3 separate regions of the Mus musculus genome follow, and all the other regions are linked to region 1. A link is a contact called in public promoter capture Hi-C data. All regions are on one chromosome and are shown on one strand. Each heading gives the region's core, a stretch centred on a gene start, on an enhancer-like site or on the middle of the called end of the contact. The rest is flanking DNA. Distances are from core to core; before and after follow the strand shown.

Region 1 (3,456 bases), core at 21-2,520:
TCTTTATCTCACTCTTAAATTGTCTTTGCTGTCAAGACCATACAGTCAAGGACAGAGACTAACATTTTTAGGTTTGCTGCTACCTTTGGTTCTGGGTTCAAAATGTTAACGTCAAATCTTACTAGAGTTCAGAAAGGTGATGAATAATATGTAAATGAAGCGATCAGTTACAACTCTGGCTTTCCTTTCAGTCAGTACCTTTTCTGAAAGATTTAGAGAAGACTTAAAAACAAAACAAACAAACAAACAAACAAAACAAAAAAAACCAAGAGTTTTTCTGCAGGCGGATCAAGTTCAAGGCCAGCCTGGGGTTCATAGGGCCCCCTTATAGGAGCTGGATAACTAAGAGGATTTAAGTTGGATTCAAGTCATTCTAAGTGAGGAGCAGTCCATATATGCACATATGTTTCCATTTCAACGAATTATCCCTGCGCTTTATGGTAGATCTTTTTCTTCATGCTACAGGACACAAACTGTTTTAGTTGAAAAAACTCCTTGTATTGATTCCTGATGAGATCTCAGTATATTCTTATGAAGCGCAATCGCTTCCCAAGGAAAAAATCAGAGAAGTAGAAGGGTATATATATATATAAGTGGTTTTATTTGCTTTTTGAGTAAGCTTGGGTTACAGGTTTCACGATGTCCTCTATCACACACCCTTTCACCATCTAAGGTTTTTCCGGACAGAGTTATGTCCCTTCCCCCTACTCCGAATACCTCTAACACACATACGTGTATCCCTGTCGTAAAAAGAGCACGTTTAATTTTGTTGTTCTCCTATCCGTATCTATTAATCCTCACTTGCCTCATTTATCGACCCTCAGGCGCTACTTCCTTTCCATTCTTTAAAAAAAAAAAAAATTCTCTTAACTTTCTGGTTCCCTAGTTAGTCTCTCTTCCGTCCTCTTTTGTTTTGTTTTGTTTTGTTTAACCGGAGCGGGTGGAAGTCTCCTTAGAATTCTTTAGCCCTTTTATGCTTTTCTCAACCTTAAAGAAATAAAGTTACCTCTCTTTTTGCGCCCACGGCCGCCCCCAGGCCCTTGGCCTTTCCGTTGTTTCATCCCGAGCCTGGGCCCTTCGTCACAAATTCAACGCAGGTGCCAGCTCCTAAGCTGTACGCTCCCGCCATCCCTTCCCACGGCGCCTGCGTTCCCCGGCAACGGGCGCCGCTGGGAAGCCTGGGACGCAGGAAGAAACACTCTTTCACCAACAGTTCCCGGAAAGCGGTGCCAAAAGAAGGCGCCAATTAGAGCCCCTGCAAATGGACTACAACACCCATGATGCTTTGCTTCCCTACCTTGGCCAAGTTGGACCAGGGCACCTGCATCTGCGCAAGCGCAAATTGATACACTATTTGAGGACTTCATTGTCCAGCATGCATTGCCTTCAAGAGGTCTCTTCCTGCTAGGGTTGTCGAGTTCTCTGATAGGAGTCTGAGAGATCCGCAGACTCCGTTACCCAGTTTCCTTTGTGCGAAGGCTGTTGCGCACTTCCGGTGGAAGCGCTGCGGCGAGGGGGCGGGGCTTACTGAGCCAGTGGGCGGTAGGCGGCGCTGCCGGTGGCTGGTTGCTGTCCAAAGGCGACTGGGCGTCGTTAGAGGAGAGAGCTGTGACCGGTTGTACTGCACGTATCGTGGGACGGACCTTGGGCCACTGTTGTCGACGTGCGGCCTCCCTTTGATGTCGGCCCTTGAAAAAAGCATGCACCTCGGCCGCCTACCTTCTCGCCCTCCTCTACCCGGCAGCGGGGGCAGTCAGAGCGGAGCCAAGATGCGGATGGGGTACGTGACTTGTACCACTCTCCCAGGAGACCAGGCCCAGGCCATTGGAGATTGGTGTCTGGGCATTCAGAGTGCCACGGGAAGGGACGCTGTGAATTGGAGGAAATGCTGGCCTTGGCCTGGAGGTGTTTAGATAGAGTAGAAGGTAGATTTGGGGACTAGGTGAGGCGCTAAGGGAGTAGTCCACTGGAGGACTGATAACATTGTTGGAGAAGGGGAATAAGGACAAGGTTGAGAAAATGAAAGGATAATCTAAGGGATGACGGGAATCAACTCTAGAAGTGATGAGTCTGGGAGAAAGAGTGAATCAGTGAGATGAGGAGAAATCTGGCATCGTTGAGGGGAATAGGGAATGACTGAGAGAAAAGTTGACGGGTTTGGGGAATCAAGTAAGTGAGCCAGGAGTAAGAAGGTTTTTACCTGAGGGTTATAGAAAACATCTGAGGCAAAGACTAGGGAGTAGAAGGTTCTAGAGAAAGTTTCCAGAAGTGTAAGAGTCAAGTTCAGAGAATGAGGGGGTGAATCAGAAAACTTGGAGAATAGGCCTAAGGAAAGACAGAGAACATGGCTAGGGGACTGTTATCAAGGGAGTGAGCCCAGAGGCTAGGGAAATAGGGGGGGTGTGATGAGGAAGACAGCTGAGTTTGGAACAGTGACCACTGATATCCCAGAGACTGAGAAATAATTTCGAGTAGGATTTGTTAAATGGAAGCACTGGAGAGGTAAAATCTGAAAACCAAAGAAGATTTTGTCAATTGTTTTGTTTTGCCAAGCAAATGGGACCTGAGGGAAACTATCTATTGGTCTAAGAATTAGACTTAGTGAAGCACTGGGAGTAACCACTTAACAATAAAATGGGAGTAAATGGTTTGCTGGAAAGGGAGTAGGGCTTGAGTGTGTGTGTGTGCTTATGTGTGTGGGTTAGAAACATTTATTAATTTTTGTGGTGTTGAGGCTGGAACCCAGAACTAGATAAATGCCACATCACTGAGCTACACTCCCAATATAAAAGCTGAGCTAATGAAAGAAACTTTAGAAATTTAGATCCCTGACAGGCTGTGTCATTTATAGTTATAGGATGCTTGCCTGCTGGAGAAATCGTGATAGTTGAACATCCTAGTAAGAGCTGCTGGAAGGCAGAGAGAACTGGATAGTCATTGGGCTATTTGGAGGACTACTGATGGTAAAGAGAAAAGAGACCTATGTTGGATTTGGGATTGGAGAGAGAAGCTGGTAGATATATTTCAAGAATTTCCACAGACTGACCAAAAGGCAAGAAAAGATGTATGCAGTTCTGTGAAGACTGAGTATAGGAGATGAGAGAGAGTCCTGCTATTAAAATGATTGGTAAAATCTGAATCCAAGAGGTTATGATCTATAATAGAAAAAAATTGACTGAGGAGGCATAATAGCAGGTAAAATGGAAAGCTTGTTATAAGATAAAATAAAGATTGGTCTCGAAAAGACATAAAGATTGAACTTTTAACATAAAGAAAATTTGGAAGCTGACCTATACCATTATTTTGGAAAATTAGCCTGAAGTATAAAAATAAATGTAATGATTCTTCATGTGTTTTTTTTTTTAGTTATTAATTTTTTGGGGGAAGGGGGGGATATGGTCACACTTTATAAGCCAAGCCTAACCCTGAACTCTTGATCCTCCTGCCACACCTCGC
Region 2 (3,279 bases), core at 578-3,077, 2.7 Mb after region 1:
TACAGTGTGATCAAACATCCTGCAACACAAGGCAGATTTGGAATCAATAAGTAGGTGTTTACATACCCATTGTAGTCAGCTATATAGCCCAGAAGAGAGGCCAGGGAAAGTACCTTAGAGAGACACATGCTTCAAGAGTCTTCAAGTCTTTTGAAAGAAGACTTAGGAGAGAGAAGGAATGGAAGAAATAGACTGTAAACTGGAAAACATCTGCTGGGTATAAGCAGTAAGATCTTTGGTGATCTCCACAATTTCTTCTGCATGTGGAGTGGTGGAACACAGATATATTCCTAACTTTGACAAGATCCATTTTATTTGCCCATGTGTATTAGTCAGGGTTCTCTAGAGTAACAGAACTTACAGAATGAATGAATGAATGAATGAATCTCACAACTTCTTCCCTCCCATCCCTTTTCTTTCTCCCTCATGGCTACTCCAAACACATATACCAACCAAACTGCGCACCCACCCACATTTGTATTTCTAGTCGGTGTCTAAACACCCAGTCCCACTATCCACACTGTTCTCTGAACAAATAGCTCTTTACACGTTTATACCCTGGGCTCTGTAGTAGGCATAATCTTGGTCCCCAAGAGATTTGTTTTCCAGTGCCATGAAAGAAGGGACTTTGAATGTAATTAAGATTACTAATCTACTGATGGTGAAATAAACGAGATAGCCTGGATTTTCTAGGCAGGAGCAATGTTATAACTCGAGCTCTTAAAAGCAGAGGATTTCCTTTGTGGCCAACAAATAGAATATAGCAAAAGGTAAACCAGAGACTCTGAAAGACAGGAAAGAATGAGAAGAGAAAGAAAGAATGAAAGAAAGAGGGGGGAAAGGAGGGAGGAAGGGAAAGGAAAGAAATGGGGAGGGAGGGCGGGTGAACAGGAAGGTATGGGGTGGGGGTAGGAGGGTATGAGCGTGTATGTAGTGTGTATTTTAGTGGCATGTCTATGTTATTGTGAAAGTACTGAATCCTGCAGGTAGTGAAATAGAAGAATTCCTTCCAGGACCTGCACATCCAGGAGTCGGGTTCGGCTGGTTGTGACTCCGCCCTGCGTGGGCCTGAAGATGGTCCTTCCCCCCAGCCCCCACAAACACACACACTTGAAGCAGAACATCCCAGCTCATTAACCAAACGTCGTAACCCGTCACAATCTGAGCTACATATTCCACGCAGGGAAATCGTCTAGTTGACACGACCATTCCGAAAGCTAGGCCCACGGAAAAACTAACCGAGGCTCTGCAGACTCAAAACTCAACGTGACCACGCGCCAGGCTTGCAGGAGACAGGCCGGTTCGCACAGGTCGTTAGGGAGAAACGCGGGCTAGGGGACAGAACCAGCCGAGCTCGGGAGGGGACAATCCCACCCTGCCCGCACAATAGCGCCGGCCGGCTGGTCGGCGCCCCCCAACCTTACCTCTCCGCGATGTAAAGCGTGCCGGTGCCGAGCCCCTTCCCGTTCAGCACAGCCTCGGTGTCTGGCTGCTGCAGCCGGAGCCCGTCGGCCGACCCAGGCGGCGGGAAGCTTTTGAGGAAGCTCATTGCCGGGGAAAGCATCGCTCCACGCGAACCGAGAGAGGCGAGTACCGCAATCGCGGCTCGCACGGAGCTGCCCCGGAAGCAGTAGTCGTAGCCCGGAAGAACAACTTTCTCAGCGAGGGCCTTAGCATGCGGTTGACCATAGAGACGGGATGTTCTAGGCAACTCAGAGGTCCGCAGCGAGCCGGCTGGCTTTTGTCACGTGGCATCGGTTCCCCTTTCCCGCTCCTCTAAGGATGCTTAGAATAATCGAGTGTTTTCTATGTGGTTCTCTTTGAAGGTCATAGGAGCAAACCCCGAGAGAGGATGTATAAGGAATACCAAGCCTTTCCCAACAAAAAGCGGGAAGGGACCCAGGCCCCAGGAGTCCCTCGCCGAAGGAGGACTCACAGAAATAAAATCCACACGCATCTGGAGATCCCAAGTCTCCCGGCTGGGTGCACGAGTCTACCCTGCTTCCGCCTCGTCAGGCCTGTTCTCCTTGGGTTCACACAGCCATTTACCAGACCTCTTAGTCCCCACGTCGCCGGAGAGATCGAGCGCCCCATCCCCACGAGTCATGCCACGAGCACGAAAAGGTTACATTAATGATGGACAGTGCGCAGCAAGACAGTCAAAAGACTGCCCGAGGGAAAGGTAGGCCACTGGTTAGGAACCCTTGCCTTCCCTGTTCGCTAGGTCCCAGTGAATAAGAGCAGTGAAAACCTACAGGTTTGGTGAATAGAAACCCATAACAGAGACCTATAGACCACACAGCATACGGACTTTACCTCTTATATTTCTTCATGGATTCCTTCGTGGTTTTTGAGACAGGGCTTCTTTAAGTATCCCAGGCTGGCTTCCAATACATAATCGATTTGCACCGAACTCCAGTTTACTGGTACTACTATGAGCACCCATCACCACACTTGCTCAATTAATTTTTTTCTTTATGATACACAATATGAACACATTTTCTATTACCCACTTTAACAGATGGGACCTGAGGCATTAAACTCACAAGCTAGAGTTGGTGGATGGAATTCAGTCAGTTGACCTCTAGACTCCACTTTTTTTGGCTGTAGAATTGTAATATCTATGGGGCTAAGGCTGTTTAGGTTGGATAACATACATGGAGGATGTGATAGCAGTTTTATCTTTCTTTCTCTTCTTCCTCCTTTTTTCCCTTTGGATTCTTTTCAACAGAGGAATCTAAAGATTTTTTTCCTCACATATATGTATATACCTACCTACATACAGTCAGGTGTGAGCCACCCTGCCTGGGCGCAGTGACCCTATCTGCAAAGGCATTAGGCAGTCTCACAAGCTGACCCATGTCTCCAGTCAGTTCCAAGTGTTACGTTTTAAAATTTAGTTTGTTGTTAGTGAGACTAGGAGGCAGGTCCCCTGAACAGGAATGAGAAGGTGGGAGTGGAGTAAGGGAGGGGATGAGAAAAGATTCTAGAACTCTCTGAAGGTTAAAATCCTCGTCATGTGGATATAGATTGAGAGGAAGAATTTGTGACGATGAAGACAAGAATAGACAAAGAAGAGAGGTTAAATATCGTTTCTAAATTTCCAGTTTAAAACGTTGAGTAGGTGTGCTTTCTAAGTGGTAGATTTCAGAAAGAGGTTTTCAAGGTAGGTTCCAAGGGTAGCAGATAGAGTTCTTGCTGGATTAGCTTGGGTTGAATCCCCAGTACTTAAAAAGAGTAGCCTATGAGTCTGATTGGAGAAATGGTTAATCTGAGACA
Region 3 (3,561 bases), core at 1,005-3,504, 2.8 Mb after region 1:
ACTAACACCAAGTAAACACAATGATTAAAAATTAAGGGAATGAAAGCTTATCCAATATTCAAAATCAAATGGCACACCAAAAAATCTATGTCTGGCTCTTAACTTGGTCCAAATTCTAAAAACATTTCCCCTCAAGTACTCACATTTTCTGACGAATAAATTACTATTAATTTTAAAGTATCCTAAAATTAAGTGAGGGTACTACTACACTTCACAGTGACTACTTTCTTCAAAAAGAATGTGAATATATTTTGATAATGAAATTAATACACTAGAAGCTTAATGTTTAAAGAAAGTCTGCAAAAAATCTTAACCTAAAGTAATTTAACTCTGATTTCATAGTTTAAAAAACTAGATTTTTATAGCCAGATACAGTCTAAGAACTGTGAACCAGTAAAGAGATGCAGAGCCTGGCGTAGTGACAAATGCCTTTAATCCTAGCACGAGGCAGGCAGAGGCAGGAGGATTCCTAAGAGTTCCAAGCCAGCATGGTATACAGAATTCCAGGCCAGTCTCAAAAGAGAAAGTGGAAAGAAAGTATACGACCATTGTACCAATAACTGCTGTAGGATTAATACTTAATAACATTGTATATCACACATTTTCTCTACAGGTAATACTTTGAATAAGTTCACACTTGGGTCTTTCCTTAGCTATGTAAATACATCATATCGGAAACGTATTTTCTATACAGAACAAAAAAGCAACTCTGCTTTCTTAGAAAGGTCACAGCTATCATGCCTTGTACAATACCCAGTCCACCCTGGTCATCTACGCACAGATCAAAAGAAAAAGAAGAAAAGAAGACCTATTTGGGAAACGTTTCTTCTTTTGCCAAGGGCTGTCGCTAAACAAAGGCAATGTTCGGAGTACACAAATTAGGCTTCTCCTAGGGAAATAAAGTACCAGAAAAGGAGCGGAATGGATCGGGACTAATAGGGGAGAGGGTTAGCGCTCAGCGTGTAAAGACTGCAAGCAGCAAACACAGCGCTGAGATGCTCCAGCAAAAGAACCACGACCAGCAGCAGCAGCAGGAAGTTTCAATGGGGCCGGGCAGAGCATGCGCCCTGAACCCGCGCGGTGGCCTTATGTGGAAGGAGCACCACTTGCGAACACCAATAATAGACCAGCGGCACCAGAGAGAAACATGAGCAACAAGCACCTTCTTCAACTGTTTCCCCAGCCATCTGAGCCCCTCCTCCAGCCTACAGACTAACCACCCCACCCCAGCCAGCAAATGGAAGAGTGACTTCTTCCCTTAAGCCCTGTAGCTGAGATAGGGGGAAGGGATAGAGAAAAGTGGAGAGATGCTTTTCTATTATTTTGGGGGAGGTGGTGAGGAGAAAAACTATGGAGGAGGAGATATTAACCCTCTCCTACCCAGAGCGGAGAAGCTGGGCCGAGTTCATTTCCCCTTCCTACGCGAGAATAGGGGGGAAGCCCCCTCTCTGGTCATAGACTCAGATCTCCCAAGGAGGAAGGAGTTTGGGGGGCTAGACCAGCCCTCCAGGGGACGGGAAAAGGCAGGAGCCGACTCTCTCGGGGGAGTTCCCACCACCGGGAGAGCGGAGTGTCCGCGGGCCCCCGCCCACTCAGGTGGAGTGAGCAGAGGGGGCGCCGAGAGAAGATGGGCCCAGCCTCCCGGGAGACGGTGGGGCGGATTGGTGGGAGGAGGGGAAGAGAAAAGCGCAAAGCTGGCCGGAACCTGCGCTCCCCTTCCCCCGCCACCTAAAGGGGTAAGAACTGGAGGCAACACCGGCGCGGGGGACCCGGCCCCAGAGCGTCAGGCCGGCACAATACCCCCTCCTGGGCCCTAGCCCACACCCGGTCCGCGACGCCCCCACCTCCGTCCCCGCGGGGCACGGTGGCCCTAGGGGGCCTCCGCCCCGCCTCCCCAGCACCCAGGAACCCCCGGGCTACGAGGAGTAGGGACTCCGCGGAGGCCAATCCCTGGCGAGGGACGGCCGCAGAGCCCCAGGGTATCTATGGAGAGCTAAAGCGCGCCAGGGCCGCTTCCCGCCGGGCTTTCGGGCCGATCGCTTACCTTCTCCGTTGCCGATGTCTGGCGGCGGCGCCTGCAGCACCCGCTCCAGCTCTGGGAACGGCAACTCGGGCAGGTCCAGCAGCGGCCCGTAGCGTTCCAAGAAGGAGCAGACTACGGCGAAGTTGGGGCACGAACCCGGGCAGCCCGGAGGAGCCATCGCCGCTGCCGCTGCCGCCGCCGCCGCCGCCGCCGCCGCCGCCATTTTGAACTGGAGGATGGAGGAGGAGGGGATGGGGGGGCGGGAGGAGTTGGGGGGACCGAGGGATGGCAGGGTAGCTTTACGGACGACAGGAGGCGCTCTCGAGTGGACGCCCCTGCGGCGGCGAGCGTCTCGCGCCAGGCGCCGCGATCCCACAATACCACGCCGGCCCGGAGCAGTCGAGAACTGAGTTAGATCGGGGACAGAGAGGCACTCTGGGCCCTTCACTTTCCGCCCTCTTCCCGTCCCCTTCCCTCTACGACTTCAAGGCTCCGACTTCTTCCCTCCCACTTCGGGGTCGCTACTGCCTCGTGTGACAGGGGGAATGAAAACAAGGGAAGCGGGGCGGAGAGGTTGGGGGCGGGACTTTCTAAGAACGATAGCCAATGGGGGGAGGGGGCGGAGCTTCGGGTGTGGGCCGGCTGAAGGCGAATTCCAGGCCTGGTGGCTGAACCGCTGTGGCTCAGAGTCCCTCGGCTAGCTGCAGGGAAAGGTGAAGCACGGATCCGACTGGAGGAACAACCGCGAACAGAAGCGCTGCGTGAGTTTTCTGCGGGATCTGGGAACGGAGACGACCAAGAGAGAGAGACAGAGAGGGAGTTGAAGAGAGACACCAAGATGCAGCAAAAGAGAATGGCAGGGAGGAGAGAGGTTAGGAGAAGGAAAGGTGCGGTTGTGGCTTGGCGCGGGACCCTGGAGAGAAGTCTCAGAAAGTTTGCTGAGGGGTGTTGCCCTCTCCTGAGTGTTGTGTGACCAAACTTTTCCTGGGGGGACGGTAAACACATCTCACCCCAGACAGAGCTCCCACCGACAGACCGAAGTACAGATAACACCAAAGTCCAACTTGGCGAACCAATGCGTTTTATTTTAACAGGAGCATGGATAAGGGGTCACTTACAGGAGCAGGAATGACTCAGAGACAGCTGCGACCCCAGGGCCCACCCCAGCATGGGTGACAGATTATAAAAACTGCACAGCCTGCAGGCAGCTCACTGCGTTGGCATGTCCTTTCCAAGTGACTCTGGTCTGAACCTCTTCCAGGCAGCTCAGCTGGCTTCTGCTCCTCCCAGGCAGCTGGTCCCATCTCAGAGTCTTCTTTGCAGTGCAGCTTGTCTGAGAGGCTTTTTTTTTTTTTTTTTCAGCTCAACTTCCTTTAGTTTGAGAGAGACGATCACCTTTTACTGTTTGCTCTGACAGAGAGAGACCTAATGAATCTGGTTAGTTTCAGGGACTTCCTGAAGCTGTTTTGAGTTGTTTTACTGTCCTGTTTAAAGAGCTTCCTTGCCAGATGGAACCGGTGGACCAGGGCCTAAGGTAC

What was found. Promoter capture Hi-C pulls out the DNA fragments that hold promoters and counts their contacts.
Region 2: a contact with region 1 is called in a promoter capture Hi-C map of pre-B cells, with 2.2 times the contacts expected there. The contact joins the promoter of Rsf1os2 here to the promoter of C2cd3 in region 1. A contact is called at or near these places in 2 of 39 promoter capture datasets (liver and pre-B cells).
Region 3: a promoter capture Hi-C map of liver shows a contact between it and region 1, with 2.9 times the contacts expected there. The contact joins the promoter of Rsf1 here to the promoter of C2cd3 in region 1. A contact is called at or near these places in 2 of 39 promoter capture datasets (embryonic stem cells and liver).

What each region holds. Positions count from the first base shown.
Region 1 is chr7:100,370,047-100,373,502 of GRCm38.p6, reverse strand. It overlaps C2cd3 (C2 calcium-dependent domain containing 3), which reads right to left and starts at 1,270. Exons shown (of 33, transcript NM_001017985.3): 1 at 1,007-1,270. The coding sequence starts at 1,061. It overlaps Ppme1 (protein phosphatase methylesterase 1), which reads left to right and starts at 1,607. Exons shown (of 14, transcript NM_028292.2): 1 at 1,607-1,780. The coding sequence starts at 1,680.
Region 2 is chr7:97,695,015-97,698,293 of GRCm38.p6, reverse strand. Rsf1os2 (remodeling and spacing factor 1, opposite strand 2) reads left to right here and starts at 1,827. Exons shown (of 3, transcript NR_154552.1): 1 at 1,827-2,182. Clns1a (chloride channel, nucleotide-sensitive, 1A) reads right to left here and starts at 1,637. Exons shown (of 7, transcript NM_023671.2): 1 at 1,425-1,637. The coding sequence starts at 1,564.
Region 3 is chr7:97,578,589-97,582,149 of GRCm38.p6, reverse strand. It overlaps Rsf1 (remodeling and spacing factor 1), which reads right to left and starts at 2,254. Exons shown (of 16, transcript NM_001081267.2): 1 at 2,045-2,254. The coding sequence starts at 2,246. Aamdc (adipogenesis associated Mth938 domain containing) reads left to right here and starts at 2,653. Exons shown (of 5, transcript NM_001177945.1): 1 at 2,653-2,784.